Regions from separate parts of the Mus musculus genome. Here region 1 is linked to region 2. A link is a contact called in public promoter capture Hi-C data. All regions are on one chromosome and are shown on one strand. The core of a region is the stretch at or near the end of the contact, and the rest is flanking DNA. Distances in the headings are between cores, read along the strand shown.

The links. Promoter capture Hi-C pulls out the DNA fragments that hold promoters and counts their contacts.
Region 1: a contact with region 2 is called in a promoter capture Hi-C map of the SN4741 cell line, with 1.9 times the contacts expected there. The contact joins the enhancer-like site here to the promoter of Bicral in region 2. A contact is called at or near these places in 1 of 39 promoter capture datasets (the SN4741 cell line), 4 of 484 Hi-C or Micro-C datasets (bone marrow-derived macrophages, embryonic stem cells and stem cell-derived neurons), 1 of 115 datasets of contacts at active chromatin or transcription factors (embryonic stem cells) and 4 of 9 other capture datasets (adipose tissue, liver, macrophages and 1 more).

Annotation. Positions count from the first base shown.
Region 1 is chr17:46,931,248-46,936,967 of GRCm38.p6, reverse strand. It overlaps Ubr2 (ubiquitin protein ligase E3 component n-recognin 2), which reads left to right. Exons shown (of 47, transcript NM_146078.3): 44 at 1,457-1,534; 45 at 2,723-2,893; 46 at 4,414-4,515. Among named protein-coding and RNA genes, the nearest start is that of Prph2, 24 kb to the right of the region's middle. Within about 2 kb of position 3,242, at least 97 of the 459 cell types and tissues checked have an H3K27ac peak or open chromatin away from gene starts, as enhancers often do. A contact at or near this core is called in the SN4741 cell line, bone marrow-derived macrophages and macrophages, where this site is marked.
Region 2 is chr17:46,828,654-46,833,871 of GRCm38.p6, reverse strand. Bicral (BRD4 interacting chromatin remodeling complex associated protein like) reads left to right here and starts at 2,459. Exons shown (of 11, transcript NM_001100452.1): 1 at 2,459-2,921; 2 at 3,759-3,807; 3 at 3,892-3,960. The coding sequence starts at 2,881.

The DNA of each region.
Region 1 (5,720 bases), core at 1,993-4,492, 100 kb before region 2:
CACACACACACACACACACACACACACCCTTAGCTAGCGGTCTTCCTGTGGACAGGACGTGTACATCTGTAAATGGTCGCTTGTCTCACACACACACACACACACACACCCTTAGCTAGCGGTCTTCCTGTGGACAGGACGCGTGCTTCTTAACTTGCAGTGCTGATCACAGTAATTGACACGCTTTGAAAATATAGACAGCACTCCTGGCACTGTGCGTCTCTGAAGTTGGAGTTCTAGCCGGTGTGCTCCCTTTAAACTGCAGTGGATGATGATGGCTAGCTAGTGCTGTCCAAAGTCTCCCACAGGGAAGTCGAGGCTGGGCTTTCAGTAGCTAGAGAGTGGATACCACAGCTGTGAGCTGTGGCTCACACTGAGAAAGAAGCCCTGTAGTACTGACTGGATTTGAACGTCTTTTTCTGAGTTTCTTGAGTCACAGAACCAGTGTAGCTGATAGAGAGGGAATGGTTGTATTCTTATGGTGCCTTCAGAGCACGCATAGTAAGTACGCACTTTTTGATGTCAGTCCTGAAGTTGTAGGGTGGGTTCTCCGATACTGTGCCGGCCGTAGAAGTCAAGAGTGGGCATTCTCACCTGCTGCTCCTTCCTGCAGCCACCAAACGTTTGCTTAAATGGGCAGAGCCTAAAGGCATCTCTGTCTACCTCGTCACTCATTCTGAGCACATCAGGTGAGGAATGGGAACTCCGAGACACTACCATCATAGCCCCATCCCCAGCACCCCGCCCACGGGCTCCATTGAAAGAATCCAGACAAGACGCATACAGTGGAGTGTAGGAGACAGAATTGGTTTGGTTTGGGCAATTCTGTTTGTTTTTTGTTTTGTATTCTAACATTGTTGTTTGTGTATGGATATTGGTGAGGACGTGCCACGCCTGTGTGGAGGTCAGAGGACAGCTTGTAGGTGTCAGTTCTCTCTCCACTCTGGGTTCCAGGAGTTGAGTTCAAGGGAGAGTCACTCTAGGTGGGCTTTATTCCATCCCTAAAGTCTCTGCAGCAGAAAACTTCCCCTGGGCGCTACTTTCCTGCCCAGAAGCTTGACAGAGCCATTTGGATTAACTTGGGGAGATGGCGGTGGGTCCTGTTCTTTTCTAGGGAGCTTCCAGCGAGAACATAATCTTAGGCAGTTTAGATAGTTAACTGTTAATGGCCTTTCAGGTTTGTCTCCACCACAGTCAGAAATCAACTCTGCCCGCACTGCGGGTCCCTAGTTCTCCAAGCTGTCACGGGTTACAAGCGGGGGATTCATCCCCCTGACCCTCAGGCTTGCCGATGGTGAAGAGCAGCTGGGTTGCCTTCTCTGGCTTCCACCACGCCAGGCCATCGGCTGCTCAGTACACCTTCCTTTGCTCTACTTTGACTAAGCCAAGAGTTAACCTTGTGTGCTTATAACATGACCACATATTTACCAAGTTCTTCTCCTTTCTCACTTCTTAGCTACCCCAGAGGAGCTAACAAACTGATAGACCTTCCAGAGGATTACAGCAGCCTCATTAACCAAGCATCCAATTTCTCGTAAGTTACTCTCTTGGTGCCCTGCCCCTCAGACCCTTCTGCAGACAGTCAGATGGGTTTGTGGGGGCTCTTTGTTTTCACTGGGGAAGAGAAATCAGAAGTCCTTTCCATTTACTTATTTTATGTGTCTCAGTGCTCTATCTGCATGTGCACCTGTGTGCCAGAAGAGAGCATTAAACATATCCTCTTATGCATGGTTGTGAGCCACCATGTACTTGCTGAGAATTGAACTCAGGACCTCTGGAAGAGCAGCCAGTGCTCTTATCTGCTGAGCCATCTCTCCAGCCCTGCATTTGTGATTCTTTTTTTTTTTTTTTTGGTTTTTCGAGACAGGGTTTCTCTGTGTAGCCCTGGCTGTCCTGGAACTCACTTTGTAGACCAGGCTGGCCTCGAAATCCGCCTACCTCTGCCTCCCGAGTGCTGGGATTAAAGGCGTGCGCCACCACACCTGGCCTGCATTTGTGATTCTTAAGGAGTTTTCTGTCTCTGGGTATCTCCTGCGTCTCCCTCCTTGCTCTGTAGACACGTCACTCTGAGTGCTGTGCTGAGTCTCTGCCCTCTTTTACTCTGTTGATGTGCTAAAGCACTGACCAGAGCAACGTGGGGAGGAAAAGGGTTAACCTGCTTACAGGTTACAGTCTGTCACTGAGGGAGGTCAGAGCAGGGGCTCAGAGCAGGAACCTGGACGGGGGACTGAAGCAGAGGCCATGGAAGAACACTGTCACTGGTTTGCTCCGTCTGCGTTCTTATATAACCTGGGCCCACCTGCCCGTCATCAATTAGCCATCAAGAAGAAAGTGTCTCCAAAGATGTGCCCACAGGCCATTCTAACAGAAGCCATCTCTTGTTTGAAGCTTCTTCTCGCCCCCTCCCCATGTGTCTGGGAAGCTAACATGGGTGTCTGTTCCGCGTCACTCCATTTAAGTGGCTGTGTCTGCAGTACTTTGCACACTGTGTCTGAGATTTGTACGTGACTGAGGCATCACTCTTCCGTGCCCCAATAGTAGTTCCTGTTGTTCACACAGTGTTCCCATCTGCCTGTCCCAGATGTTGCTCCCTTAGGTGTTTCTGGTAGGTGGTATTAGTGTGTGTCCCAGTGTCCTGTCACAGAATGGTGAATACTGACAGATTATTTTCCAGGGTGCTCTGTGCCTGTTCCTTTGTAACAGTGCTGTCTTTATCTTCCAGGTGCCCCAAATCAGGTGGCGACAAGAGCAGAGCTCCTACTCTGTGCCTCGTGTGTGGGAGTCTCCTCTGCTCTCAGAGTTACTGCTGCCAAGCTGAGCTGGAGGGTGAGGACGTCGGAGCCTGCACAGCACACACCTACTCCTGCGGCTCCGGGGCCGGCATCTTCCTGAGGTAAGGCCCTCGGCTGGCCGTGTTCACCTGAGCACTTCGGGGACTTTCGAAGCCACTGTGCCACTGTGTGCAGACTACAAAGAGCCAGGGCTCTCACATTTCCCGTATGGCTGGTGACAGCTCCCAACTGACAGCTTAGCTCCCCTTTGTGCCTCCTTAAATGTGGGGCGATCCCTGTCCCTCGTTTCCTCCCCAAATTCAGGTAAAGAATTCCCCCGTCAGGAACTGCAGAGACGGAGCACAAGAGCACCTGTATTCAGGTCCCAGCATTTGGGTCAGCAGTGCAGCTCACGACTGCCTGTAGCTCTGGTGCTAGGGGATCTGCTGCCCTCTGCTGGCCTCTGTGGACTCACACACTTACACATAAAGCATAAATTTGTAAATCTTTAGAGCCCAGCATCATCTTTGCCTCTGTGGTGCTCTTAGGTTTTCTCTGAGGAGGCACGGGTTGCCACTGGGTCCTGTACTCAGATAAAAATACTTAGTAACTGTTGTATGTCATTTTTTAAACGAGTAATTTTCTCATAATTGTGGGGAAAAGATGAGCTGTCTTTCCCCACACTTAGCTGTTTTAAATTCTGCTTGGAGCCCTGGGTTCTCGACACAGTCACTGTCTGAATTTGCAGCACGTCATTGCCAGGTACATTCCCGCCGCATGGCTCCACTGAACACTTGTGTAAAGAGTCCCTTGTTCTCCTGAATTGGCACCTCGGAGGCTTACCTCCTCCGTCTGCTAACCTAGGCCTAGGCCTGGGGACTTCCAGACTGCACACAGGCCAATCTAGGCCGACAGTGTTTCCAGCCTCTGAGACTTTGTGCTGAATAAGCTCACCCTTCCTGGTTCTTTCTGAGCTCTGACTGGCTGTGACTCACACCCCTCTCCATGCTGACTGAGTCAGACTGACTTCTGAGTTGCTCTGTTTGGCCTCATGCTACCTTTGCAAGCTCCTCTGATCTTCTGGCTCCTTCTCATTCTCTGACTCATTCTGTCTTCACCGTGTCTGCTTGGTCTCTCTTCAGCCTGTCTCTGTAAAACCCTCCCGGTAAATCTGCCTTCTCTCTTCCCTCTGGCTCTGCGCTGCTCTCTCAAGTAGCTTCCTCTTCCTCAAGAGAGTGAGGCACATCCTATTCTGTCAGATCTTTCTCTGATTCATAATTCTGTCTGCCACTCCATTAGACGTCACTTCCAAACATGGCTGTGTCCTTCCACAAACTATGGATTTAAAGGTATGTCCTAAAGGCAAGTCTGTATTCCAGCAGAGGGATTAAAACCGAGCCGTACCACAACTAGAAACAGTTTTTTCCATAAGTAACACAGTCTCAGGGTTCACAGTGTGATCAAGTCCCCTGCACCAGACTTGGGCGGATACCTTGCTACTCGCAGGTATCTCTGTTACAGCTGCTCTCGTCTCCTGACCTGGCCTTTTGTGCATGTGTTTCCTTACATAAGCCTTTTCTCTGAGTTGAATCAACATCATGTTACTTACATAAATGTACAAAGATGAATGCTCTCTCCACAGAGTGCGGGAATGTCAGGTGCTATTTTTAGCTGGCAAAACCAAAGGATGTTTTTATTCTCCTCCTTACCTTGACGACTATGGAGAGACCGACCAGGGACTCAGGTAAGGACCCGGCCTGGGGTTAGGAAGATGAGCCTCGTGGAGAGCATGATAAGCAGGGAGGTCCTGAAGTCAGCTGGGCTGGTACCCAGGAGTGGGCTCTGCTGAAGGTAGCTTGTCACCCGTGGACTTGTCACCTGTGGACTCGTTCTCAAGGAGCACACCTGGCTCCTGCTTTGTGTGCATTTGCCACCTTTGGAAAGCCAGGAGTGGGTGGGGAGAGGGCTTGGTTGGTAAAGTGCCTGCCATGTGGGCATGAGGACCTGGGTGTGACCTCAGTGCGGAAGGGGGGTGGGGAGGGAGGTGTTTCTCTGCCTCACCAAGTCAGTGAGCTCAGACAAAAAGCAAGAGACTGTCTCAGGAGACACTGGCAAGTGACTGAGGAGGAAGACACCTGAGGGTGACTTCTAGCTTCTGCCTGCGTGTGCACACAGCCATGAGCACACCCACACACGTGCATGGCCACTCCCATGCAAACAGAAAAAAATGGATTCTTTTCGAATGTCTTGGTGTCTTAACTTGGTGGGTGAAGTGCTTGCCTCCAAAGCCTGAGGGCTTGTATTCAGATCCCCGGCTCTCTCTCACCCTAGTGCTACAGGCAGACACGGGCCACCCCAGAGCTCATCCATCAGCCAGTCAGCCTAGGCAAAATGGTGAGCTCTGGGCTCAATGAAAAGGCCCTGCCCCAGAGATGAGGTGGAAGGAGACAGAGAAGACACCCAACACTGGCCTCTGGCCTCCGGCCTCCACACACCGAGCATGGCATATACCCCTGCACATACGTGCACACATTGAGAATAAAATTTTAAGTTTAATATAAACAAAAGGGCTGACGACTGTTGGCCGAGGTAAAGGCCTGCTTCAGGAGCCTGCTGACCAAGTTCAGTCACAGAGTCCCATAGAAAATGGAAGGAAAAGTGACTCCAGAGAGTACGTCCAACTGCCGCGTGCACACATGGCAAAGGAGAGAGACAGAGAGAGAGTATGAGAATGAGAAAGAAACTTGAGAAACCCTCCATGAGGAACATAGATAGGACAGATGTGAGAAAGCCAAAAGACTGCTTTGAGTTGCCCATAGCATCCCCAGCATCAGCCCCACAGGTCCGGCCTGTGTGGCTCCCTTCAGGGGAGGCTTTTCCTGTCCTGGTGACAGGAGACCAGGTGTGAGTGCCCAAAGATATGTGTGCAGAAGAGAATCACATGATGCA
Region 2 (5,218 bases), core at 1,210-3,709:
GTGTGGTGTGTAGAGTGTATGTGGTGTAATGTGTAGAGTGTGTGTGGTGTGTGTGTGTGTGTGTGTGTGTGTGTGTGTGTGTGTGTGTGTGTATGTAGGGTGGAGGTCAGCTTTGGGGGTTAGTCCCCAGGAGTCCCCCACTTTACTTTTTAAGGCAGGATCTCTCACTGGGACCTGGAGCTTGTATGCTGAGATGGCAAGTGAGTGAGTGCCAGGCATCCTCCTGCCTCTGTGCACCCCAGGATTGGGATTACCATGTGTGCCACCATGCCCATCTTGTTACATGGGTTTCAAGAATAAAACTCTTTACCCGCAGAGCCGTCTCCTTAGCAACCCCCATTCACATTCCTCTTAATCCGTCTGTAGGCGGGCAAGCCTCAGACACTGCGGTTTGGGTGATGCTAAACATCAGACCCAGGCTTCACATGAGCTGAACCACTGAGCCCCATCTTCAACTTTAAAAATTAAGTATAGAAGGCACAAGCATGATCACGCATGCTTTTAATCCCAGCACTCTCCACAAAGGCCAGGGGGCTCTCCACGGTGAGTTCCAAACCAGCCAGGGGTACATAGTGAGATGCAGTCTCAAGAAAAAGAGAAGAAAGTTTATGGCGATAATAGGATTCTTCATTTGAATAGCCATGTTGAAGTAAAGAAATAATATATACTGTATAGGCCTAAAGATACATCATAATTGGACAGTTTATTCCGTGTGATTGTGATGTCTGGGAGGCGTGGTTTATAATGACATGAGCTGTGGCTAATGCTTGTAATCAGGACATAGCTTCTGTTTTGTGGCATTTGTTTGAGGCAGGTTCGTATGTAGCCTAGGCTGTCCTGGTACTCATTAGGTAGACCAGGCTGTCCTTAAACTTGCATCAGGCCTTCTGCCTCTGCCTCCCAAGGGCTGAAAATACAGATGTCACCTCGTCACCATGCCTGGCTTGTGTAACAAATCCAGCATACCCAGTTGATGATAGTTTTCCTGTTTCCTTCCCAGTCTTGTTTTCAAAAGTCATGTGTGCAGGAACATTGGTGCCAATGTGACCTCAAATGACTCCTGCCTGGGTCCTAAAGAGCCCATTTCTCATGGCTGGCTGCTCTTAGCTTCAGTAGCCAACAGCTTCTGCTTCATGTATCCCACTCTCCTTCCTTCTCCCTCACCCATCCTCTCTCCCCACCCTGCACTCTGCTCAGTGGATTATAATCAGCCCAGTCACTCCGCAACCCTTCGAATCCAGCCACCTACAGGAGGGTCCCACATCAGGAAACTTACCCTTCCACATTCTTCTAGAGTAGAGAAAGTGTCCTTCCCCGTGGCAGGAGGGAATACCACAGCTGTTAGGCCTTATGATTGGTTTGGAGGAACTAATGGGAGAAGGAAGTTTGAACAGAGAAAAATCTCTCCTTAAGACTCACCCTTCCCTCTGCCTTTTCTGGGTATGCCCCTCCTCTGGGCATCTCTTCAGGATTTCATTCCTGCGTCCAACTGCCGTTCACAACTGCCCTTTCCAACTGCTCCAGAACTCTTGGCCCTGGTGTTCTGTGATGTAAATTATTCCACGCATGGCTTGAAATGGGTGAGAAGCAGGGTTGCCAGGTGTCGGGTCACTAGTGTAAGTTGACTGGCTCTCGGGGGAGAACCACGGCTGGAATTTGTTCAGTTGTTACAGTCTGGGCCAGAGCTGTGCTGGCCATGCTTGTGGCTGCTGCAGGCAGAGAGAGGGAGCTCCGAGCTGCAGTGGGGAGAACTTGGGCTGCAGTTTCTACTTTAAACATTCCTGGTCCAGCTATGGACTATTCGGCATTGAACTTGGACAGTATTTCTGCACTGGGAAGCACCCAAGGCCCACGACCAGAGCCTGTATGGCTTGCACCACAGGGCCTCCTGGTCTGTCTCCAAATGTGGGGAGAACCCGCATTCTGCCTTCCCAAAGATCACCAAAATACGTTGAGAAGTCGGAGTTGCTCTCAGTGTTTAGACGCATCCGGTCACAACCCTGAAGGACTTCAGAATCTGAGAGCTTTCCTAAAGCAAAATTTTGTCTCTGCCCTTACTCATTCTACGTTTGATGGCATAAGTCCTCCTTCATGGTCTCTCTCGGGAATCTGCATGTGGCCGGTGGCTGCAGCTATCTTAGATGTGTCTAAACTCTTTGGACCTCTATGTTGAAACTGATTTATAGGAGAAACAATTTAAGTCAAAAATGTATTCAAGTAACTGTTAATTTCACATATTTCTACCTTTTTGTTGTTGTTGTTGTTTTTCGAGACAGGGTTTCTCTGTGTAGCCCTGGCTGTCCTGGAACTCACTTTGTAGACCAGGCTGGCCTCAAACTCAGAAATCCGCCTGCCTCTGCCTCTGCCTCCCGAGTGCTGGGATTAAAGGCGTGCGCCACTACGCCTGGCACCTTTTGTTTTTGTTTTTGTTTTTGTTTTTGTTTTTTGTTTTTGACATGGGGTCTCATGTAGCCCAGGCTGGCCTCAACCTTGTCATGTAGGCAAGGGTAGCCTTCACCTCCTGATCCTCCTGTCTCTGCCTTCCAACTCCTGGGATCAAGGTGTTTGCCAGTGTGTCTGGCTTGCTTGGCTATTTGTTTATTTACTTATGAGCTGCGGTCTTGCTATTGTCCAGGCTGACCTTGAACTCTTGGACTCAAGTTCCCTTCCTTACTGAGTCCTACCTGAGTGGCCAGGACTACTGGCAAATGACACTGTGCCCACCAGCCACAACATTTTTCCCATGGTAGGCTTGATAGGTGACTAGGGAAAGCTCCCGTGCTGACAGTTGTGTGGAGGCTCAGCGTGCTCCACTGCATCCATATTGCTGGCCGCCCTGCTCCGACTCACTGCCTCCCTCCCTCTCTCCTTGCAGTTGTCATGGATGATGACGATGACTCCTGTCTCCTCGATCTTATTGGGTAAGATGCTCCTGTGGGGCCCAGGGTGGACCGCTCGTGTGAGGTGTGAGGAGTAGAAAGAGCTCTGTAGCTATCTTAAGCTCCTGGCCTTTTAAAATAAAAAATAATACTTTACCATGGTTACAGCAATAACTAGCACAGAGAGTTTGTGTGTTTGTTTGTTTGTACTAAGATTTTGTTATACCAGGCAGTGGTGGCACACACCTTTAATCCCAGCACTTGGGAGGCAGAGGCAGAGGCAGGCAGATTTCTGAGTTTGAGGCCAGCCTGGTCTACAGAGTGAGTTCCAGGACAGCCAGGGCTACACAGAGAAACCCTGTCTCAGAAAACAAAAATAAATAAATAAACAAATAAATAAGATTTTATTTATTTTATGTATAAAGTACACTGTCATTGTCTTCAGAAGAGGGCATCAGATCACATACAGATGGTTGTGAGCCACCATGTGGTTGCTGGGATTTGAACTCAGGACATCAGGAAGAGCAGTCAGTGCTCTTAACTGCCACAGAAAGGTAGTTTTACACACAGGTCATAACTCAGCAACCCATTCCTTTTGGTTTTACTTGTTATTTTTTTTAGTAAGTCTGGGGATGGCAGGCCAGGGTGTTGCTTAGTTTTATTTTTAGCTCACCAAGCAAGGGCAAGGTCCAAGTTCACCCCCCAGGACTGAAGCAGTAGGCGCTTCCCAGAGACAGAAGTGTAGAAAATGGTTTAAAATGGAGAGATTTCACTGGAGCTAGTGTTTCGTTTCTTTTTGCCTTATATAACTATCAGCAGCTATTTACGTAGAAGTAGCAGTACTTACTTGTTTCACTCTCTCACTTCCTTCTTTTCTAGAGACCCACAAGCATTGAACTATTTTCTGCACGGACCTAGCAGTAAATCGGTAAGTGACAGACAAGTGTCTCAGGCTCGGCTTTTGTCTCTCCAAGCCCTGCAGTAACTGCCATGTTGAATTCCCCCTCTGCAGGGCAGCGATGATGTGACGAACGCAGGGTATTCTGCAGCCAATTCTAATTCAATTTTCGCCAACTCCACGGTGAGTGCTGAAAACCAGACCTGAAGCCTTTCTGTCTCAAGGAAACCTTACAAGAGAGGCTTCGATTGCCTCTGTAGAGTGCAAAGAATCATTACCTCACCTTGTGACTGACAGGAGAGGGAAAACCTGGATGACAGTATGTCAGTGCTCTGTTTGTCATAGAATCAGGCTCTTAAGTTTCTTCTTGCTTTTGACATTCCTCTATGTTACGTATGCGTGAGTGCCTGAGTGTACGTGTATCGATCAGGAGGAGGACCGCCTTGAGTTGGCTGTCTCTTTCCACCAAGTAGGTCCCACAGATCAAATCCCAGGCTTTGTGGTGAGCCTTCACCCTCTGAGCCGTCCCTCTGGCCCAGCACGTCCAGCTTTCTAAGCCTTCAACCTTATGAAGTGACGCCAGTGTTGTGACATTAGAATGTTTTGAATCAGCTGGGCGTGGTGGCGACACCTTTAATCCCAGCACTCGGGAGGCAGAGGCAGGTGGATTTCTGAGTTCAAGGCCAGCCTGGTCTACAGAGTGAGTTCCAGGGCAGCCAGGGCTACACAGAGAAACCCTGTCTCGAAAAAACAAAAAACAAAACAAAACAAAAAAGAATGTTTTGAATCTTGTCATAGGAGCTTTAAGGAGACTTTTTAATGATTAGTTACTTACAGATAATGTTATAAACAAGATAAGGTAGTAGCTAACACTGTTGAGGGGTAATATGTGCTTGTGAGGAGGGCTCGTGCAGACTGCATCTGATGCTCACAGTCCCTGCAGGAAGTGGTTTTACCGTTAGCTCTGTCTTGTAGACAAGGAAGCTAAGGCACAGAGAGGTTTACCCAGCCAAGAGGTTCAGTGCTAGGATTCTGACTCAGGCCCTAACCTCAACAGCATGGTCTGTTAAGATCTAGGAGCATAGACAAGATGGGAACGGAGGAGTCTTATTTGGAGACTCTCTCAGATCTATGTTTAGGGGCTGGGGAGAGACCTCAGTAGGTGGGAGCACTTGCTGAGCCAGAATAAGGACCTGAGTTCAAATCCCCAGGACCCACGTAAAAAGCTAGGCCTGGGGCTGGTGAGATGGCTTAGCAGATAGGAGCACTTGACCGCTCTTCCAAAGGTCCTGAGTTCAAATCCCAGCAACCACATGGTGGCTCACAACCACCCATAATGAGATCTGATGCCCTCTTCTGGTACATCTGAAGACAACTGCAGTGTACTTATGTATAATAATAAATAAATCTTTTTTTTTTTTTTTTGGTTTTTCGAGACAGG